Regions from separate parts of the Callithrix jacchus genome. Here region 2 is linked to region 1. The links are chromatin contacts, called in public Hi-C maps. All regions are on one chromosome and are shown on one strand. Each heading gives the region's core, a stretch centred on a gene start, on an enhancer-like site or on the middle of the called end of the contact. The rest is flanking DNA. Distances are from core to core; before and after follow the strand shown.

Evidence for each region. Hi-C and Micro-C count contacts between places; a contact is called where the count stands out from the background.
Region 2: a contact with region 1 is called in a Hi-C map of skeletal muscle, with 4 times the contacts expected there. The contact joins the promoter of ADGRG5 here to the enhancer-like site in region 1. A contact is called at or near these places in 3 of 3 Hi-C or Micro-C datasets (induced pluripotent stem cells and skeletal muscle).

Annotation. Positions count from the first base shown.
Region 1 is chr20:15,354,665-15,357,879 of calJac240_pri, reverse strand. It overlaps DOK4 (docking protein 4), which reads left to right. Exons shown (of 9, transcript XM_054248620.2): 3 at 2,526-2,633; 4 at 2,786-2,900; 5 at 3,168-3,215. Among named protein-coding and RNA genes, the nearest start is that of DOK4, 9.0 kb to the left of the region's middle. Within about 2 kb of position 1,514, at least 5 of the 16 cell types and tissues checked have an H3K27ac peak or open chromatin away from gene starts, as enhancers often do.
Region 2 is chr20:15,407,922-15,411,136 of calJac240_pri, reverse strand. ADGRG5 (adhesion G protein-coupled receptor G5) reads right to left here and starts at 1,649. Exons shown (of 13, transcript XR_004737308.3): 1 at 1,543-1,649. CCDC102A (coiled-coil domain containing 102A) reads left to right here. Exons shown (of 9, transcript XM_054248447.2): 2 at 1,639-2,362. The coding sequence starts at 1,778.

The sequences.
Region 1 (3,215 bases), core at 265-2,764:
CACCCCCTTAGACCCCCAACTGGTGAAGATCTCCCCAGAAGGCAGGAGCAGAGGCCCCGGGGATCAACTTAATGATCTCGGCCAGGCTGAGAGCTGCCTCTATTCCTCTGCCAAGCCCCCCTGCCAAAGACAGGTCTGGCAGCTGCCCCTTCCCCTGTAGGAAGGACAGCCCTGGTGATGGAGGTCACCCAAGTCTCCTGTTTGACCCAGGACTCCTATCCTCTCTCCCTTCTCTCTCCCATTCCCTTAAAGGCGCAGGTAGGTTCAGGCTGCTCAAGGCTTCCTGGTTCAGCCTGAGTAGGGTGGGGGGATGCTGCCGGGCTTCCCTACCTGGGTACCAGACAGAGCAGGGCTGGCCTTGGAAAGGGTGGTTCTGGCCCCACCTCCCCTCCTGTGCCTCCCTGCCCTGGGGCTCAACCTAGTTGAGACTGGGCCCTGGCAGCCATTGGCTACTTTGCTCTTTACTCTTCCTCTGAAAGAGGGATCAGCCCACTGACTTGGAGCACAGAACAAAGAGAAGCTGAGGCCGAGGCAGGGAGCCCAAGGAAGCGGAGGCCTAGCTTCTAACATCACTGCTCATTCCTTTGGCCCCAGACTTAGCAGGTCCCCAGGTGGGCTGAGGCCTTGCCCAGGGCAGAGCATGCCAAGAAGGCACCAGCTACAGGGCAACCACTCATGCTCAGTATCAAACCTGTTCCCAAGGGAGACTGAGTGGCTGACAGGTGGGCACAGCCCGGATGGGGGGGTGGGGCGTGGCCAGGTCCTCTCCATGCAGGGAATTCTCTTCCCTCTGAAGACAGGAGCCTCACTTCCCCTGGTGTGAGAGGCTGCAGCAGCCATTCTCATCTCAGCCTACAGAGGCGAGGGGGAGGGGCTGAAAGAGATCAGGAGCTGGCTCTCCTACCTGCCAGGGCCTTTCTCCTGTGGCAGAGCTGTGGCAGAGTGTTTCTGAAGCACTGATCAAAGCCCTGTGCGAAGTGGGAAGGAGGGCTCTTGAGCACGTGGCTCCCTGGGGCTGTGAATGTGTATCCTGTAACCAGGCAACCGACGTGCCAGGCCCCCAGGCCTTCTGCCCCTGATGCTGTGGGCTGCCTGGAGCCCACCCTGGCAGGGTGTATCTGGGTTGGCAGCATCCATCCATTCATCCATCCATTCATTCGCAGTTCCTTCATGTGGTCATTCACTTGCTTACCACGGCTGTTAATGAGGCTACCAGGGTTTGAGTGAGGATTCTGAAGATAAAATTCAGCGTCTGTCTTAAAGGAGCACTGCAGCTGAGAGCTGAGGGCCGCTGAGGTTTAGGTGGATAGAACAGGGGCCAAGCCAGGTCAGGGGTGCAGGAGTAGATATGCCTCCTAGGGTACCAGCGAGGAGCCAGGAATGGCCTGGCTCTGAGGGGCATCTTGAAATGGGGGCTGCCTAGGACTACTGCACCCTGGGACCTTGCCTGCCAAGGACCTAGTGCACCCATGACACAGTAGGGCTGAGGAGGGGATGGGGCCCAGAGGTCTCCTGGCCTCCTCTGCCATGCTCTCGGCTGCCACTGTCTCCCTGCTGTTTCCAGTAAGAGGAACACCAGAGATGCCCGGAGAATGGGCTCTGCCAGGCTTCTGGAATGCCCGCTGGAAGGAGTAGGTAAACCCCAACCACAGACTTTGGGCAGAAAAGAGCCTAGGCGGGAGGGAGGGGCTGTGCAAGGGCAGCTGAGGTGGCTGGCTAGGGCCAAACCCTCTGCACCGTGAATGATAGGCCCGTCTGTCCCTTCAGTCCTAGGGTGGCCACTCCCCTCCCCTCCCCACTACTCCTCACCCCACGGGAGGAATCCGTGAAGCTACAGAGAACATAGGTGGTTTAAGATACAGGGGTCTTGGCAGTGGCCCGGACAAGGAGGGAAGGCACCATGCTGTGGGAGGAGCCCCAGATTCCCAGCTCCGCCCCTTAACCTCGAACAGCCTTGGGTTCCCAGATGGAACAGGGCCCCTTACACTCCAGGGTTGGTAAGTGAATGAAGAGTGGAAGCTCCCAGAGACAAGAGTGAGTGTTACCTATGTAAAGAGCTCTCACCTGACTCAGAGAACTAGGGGCTCAGGGATGTGCAGGTTGGCAGGGGGCGAGGATCCAATCCCTGTTCCCAGGAGGCCCCTCTGTGGTGGCTGGCACTGCCTGAGCCCTGGCCAGATCCTACAGTGGGCTGTGAGGGTCGGCTCTGGATCTAGACAGCCTGCTGCAAATACCAGCATCACCATTCCTTAGCGTTTTGATGCCTCACTTTCCCATCTATAAAATGGGGATGATAACAGGAGTGGCCCTGAGACTGTGCAGAGTGTTAGTAACAGTGTGTGAGCAGGAAGCACTCAATGAACGTTGGCAACTCTCACTAAACTCAGCGGTGCACACACTCAGGCTGGGGCTTCAGGGAACCCTGCGCAGCACTGCCCCCTGTGGCAGGCAGGGGTGGCTGCAGGGCCGTGCTGGCAGGGTGGGAGTGGTCCAGGGAGGTCGGCTCATGTCATCTTGCCCCACAGATCTACCGGAGGTGCTGGCTGGTGTTCCGGAAATCCTCCAGCAAGGGGCCCCAGCGGCTGGAAAAGTATCCGGATGAGAAGTCGGTGTGCCTCCGGGGCTGCCCCAAGGTTAGGAGGCCTGGGCCCTAGCTCCCCCAACCTGTAAGCAAAGGCGGTCTGCTGAGGCCTGAGGTCTGCACACCCTCCTGGGGGTGGCAGAGCTGTGGGGGATGCAGAGAGAGGCGCCCGCCTGGCTAAGTCCCTTGTGGATGCTGTCCCAGGTGACAGAGATCAGCAACGTCAAGTGCGTCACGCGGCTCCCCAAGGAGACCAAAAGGCAGGCAGTGGCCATCATATTCACTGACGACTCGGCACGCACCTTCACCTGTGACTCAGGTGAGGCGCTGAGTGCAGGCCTCCATCTGCCTCCCCTGGGGTGGCTGTGGTCAGAGGTCTAGCCAGGAGCAGGCAGAGCAGGGCTAACCCTGGGTGGAGATGGTGGTGGTGTGTGTGTGGGGTTGGGGGATGCTTTGAGGGAGCAGGCCCCCAGGGGTGAGGCGGGATAGACCCATTGTCCTTGCCCTCCCTACTGTGCATGGTGGCATAAGTCAGGCTGGGCAGATGGGCACCAAGAGCCGCATGATGAAGTAGCATTTTCTTCAGAGCTGGAGGCGGAGGAGTGGTACAAGACACTATCTGTGGAGTGTCTGG
Region 2 (3,215 bases), core at 400-2,899, 53 kb before region 1:
CCTTCAGCTCAAGGAAGGAGAACCCCTCTGTCCTCTCAGGGACAGAGAGGAGGGGCTGGACAGCTTCCTTTTTCACTGCAAACCATGACATTAGATCATCTGCTGAGAGTGAGGGGGATCAGAGGTTGGCAGAGAGTGGAGAGGGGACATAGAGGGCTGCCAGGCAGCCTTGGGGACAGCCAGTGCCAAGAGTCCCACTGACAGTGCATTGATCACTCCAAAAGGGTGGGTCTTGGGGACCAGGGCTCTCCACCTAATGGGGAAGGAAAGGTGTGATGTCCCAAGGGGCTGTTGGTGGCAGTCACCAGAGGCTGCTATGGAGGGAGACTGGTTCAGGTTGGGGACAGAGAGGGACATGCCTCTCATTTACTTTTTATTTATTTATGTATTTATTTTTGAGACAGATTGTCACTCTTATTGCCCAGACTAGAGTGCAATGGTACAGTCTCGGCTCATGGCAATCTCCACCTCCGAGGTTCAAGCGATTCTCCAGCCTCGGCCTCCCGAGTAACTGGGATTACAGGCATGTACCACCATGCCCCACTAATTCTGTATTTTTAGTAGAGACAGGATTTCTCCATGTTCGTCAGGCTGGTCTTGAACTCCCAACCCCAGGTGATCCACCTGCCTCGACTTCCCAAAGTGCTGAGATTACACGTGTGAGCCACCTCGCCCCGACATCCTCTCGGAAATGGCCCATAAATGGCAGAACCCAGTGCTGGGCGATGGGGAGGTAAAGTGAGACAGAGAACAAGATATGTTTGCAGTGAGTCAGGGTGTCAGGGAGGGGTGGTGGTTCTGGCAGAGAAGGGGAGGGAACATCCTGCTGCACTCTCAGAAGCCCCTGCCCTCTGAGGACTGTTTATTTCCATCATCATCCCCCGGACATGCATTCATTCAGCAAATCCTTACCAGAGTTTGAATTTGACTCATAGATACCATAAGTGGAGATAATCGTTTTCCTCACCTCCACTCTTTGAGGAATAAATGAGATCATTCAACTAAAGCCATGGGCACAGTGCCTGGCCTGTGGCCTGCCCTCCACAAATGTCATTATCATGTGTTGGGACTAAAGCAGTGGACCCAGTCCCGGCCCACAGCAAACTCTCACAGCCTTGGATAAGGGCACAGAGGAGACACATAAATGACAAGGTAAGTTAGCGCAGTGATGGAGACACAGAAGGGGCTGATGGACCTGGACTGAGGTACTCCAGGAGGGCTTCCAGGAGGAGGTGATATCTCAGAGGAGGTTTAGGGATGATAAGAGTCAGCCCAGTGCAGGAAGAGGCAGGGAGACGACTCCCGGCAGCAGCCCAGTGTCCCCGCGTGAGTCCCGTGCCGAGTGGGATGGTAGTGTAGATACGACATCAGTGTGTGAGATGGGACTGGGAGGATAAAGAACAGATCAAGGTTTCAGAACAGCGCCGCTGGGTGAAGGGACTGGCGGGGAATCTGGAGGCCACTGAGGATGCCGCTGCGGGCCCTTGCTCCAGCAGTCCTGCCTCACTGGGACTCTCCTGGAACAGAACTCTTTTCTCTCACCTTTGGCCATTCTGTTCCCTCCACCGAGCCCTTCGCGCGGCTGATCTTCCGGACTGATGGTGGTCACCGTCCGATAATGGTTGTGTTCTCTCACAGGCCCGAGGAGACGTCCTCTGCCCGGAGAGAAGCGGGGCGCGGCGTCATCATGCACAGTGGTATCGCGTCCGTCGCGCGTCCCCGGAGCCGCCCGTGAGCCGGTCCGCGAGTTCAAGCCCAGGGTCCGCCCGGCCGCACCATGAGCCACGGGCCGAGCCCCCGGCTGGCCGAGTCTCCTCAGCTGTCCAAGGGCAGCCTCCTGACCATCCTGGGCAGCCCGTCGCCAGAGCGCATGGGGCCTGCCGACTCGCTGCCGCCCACGCCGCCCAGCGGCACGCCCTCGCCAGGGCCGCCGCCCGCGCTGCCCCTGCCCCCCGCGCCCCCGCTGCTGGCCGACGGCGACTGGGAGAGCCGCGAGGAGCTGCGGCTGCGGGAGCTGGAGGAGGCGCGGGCGCGGGCGGCGCAGATGGAGAAGACAATGCGCTGGTGGTCGGACTGCACGGCCAACTGGCGCGAGAAGTGGAGCAAGGTGCGCGCCGAGCGCAACCGCGCGCGCGAGGAGGTGCGCCAGCTGCGCCAGCGCCTGGACGCGCTAACCAAGGAGCTGGCAGGCGCGCGGCGCGAGCGCCAGGAGGCGCAGGGCGAGTGCGAGGCACGGGGCCGCGAGCTGGCGCGGCTGCGGGGCGCCCGGGGCACCGCCGACCACACGCGCGAAGGCCCTGAGCCGGAGGCGGAGCGCGAGCCTGTGCGCGACGTGGGATCGGAGAGGCCGCCGGGCAGCCAGGTGCGCGGCGGGGGCGGGGCGTTCGCGCTCCTGTCTCCCAAGTTGGGGGAGCTGATTGGCTGAGCTGAATTGGGGCTGCTGGGCTCAGACAGGAGCCAGTCAAGGCTTGGCTTCCTGGTGGTTTCACTTCTCCAGGTCGGGCTCTACCTCCGTGGGGCTTCAGACTTCCTTCCGGAGACCTCAGGGTGGAGAATCCCAAGTTCTGTGATCCCTCCACTCCCACAACTGAGAAGTCAACATAACCAAGGAATCATCCCTTTGAGCAGGAGAGGGATGCAGCAGCTTGCCTGGAAGTTAGCTGATTTGTAGCAGAGCTGAATCCATTCATTCAATCAGAGCTGAGCGGTGGGGGAATCGGGGCACTAGGATCACACAGGAAGTCCCTGACACAGGCTTCACAGAAGCTTTTCTGGAAGAGATCACATTCAAGCTGAGACTAGGATGATGAGTAGGAATTAGCCGTGAAAAGTGCCAGGAGGGCAGGACAAGGCGGTTCGTACCTGGAGTACCAGCTACTTAGGAGGCTGTAGCTGCGGCAGGAGGGATCTCTTGAGCCCACGAGGTCAAGGTTGCAGTGAACTATGATTACACTGCTGCACTCCAGCCTGGGCAACAAACTCTATCTCTAGAAAATAAAAATTAAGACAAAAAGTGCCCAAAGGCATTCCAGGTGATGGAAACTGCCTGTGCAGTCTAGAGGCTGAGAGGACCTGGAGACTTTGGCAAATGGGAGTAATAGCAACTGCCGTCATTCAATGGGCACCCTGCAGCACTAAGCTGAACATGTGCATTATATAGGTAACTCCCCAGCAACTCTCTAAGGTAGTCGCTCCATGGGGAAGACCCTGAGGCA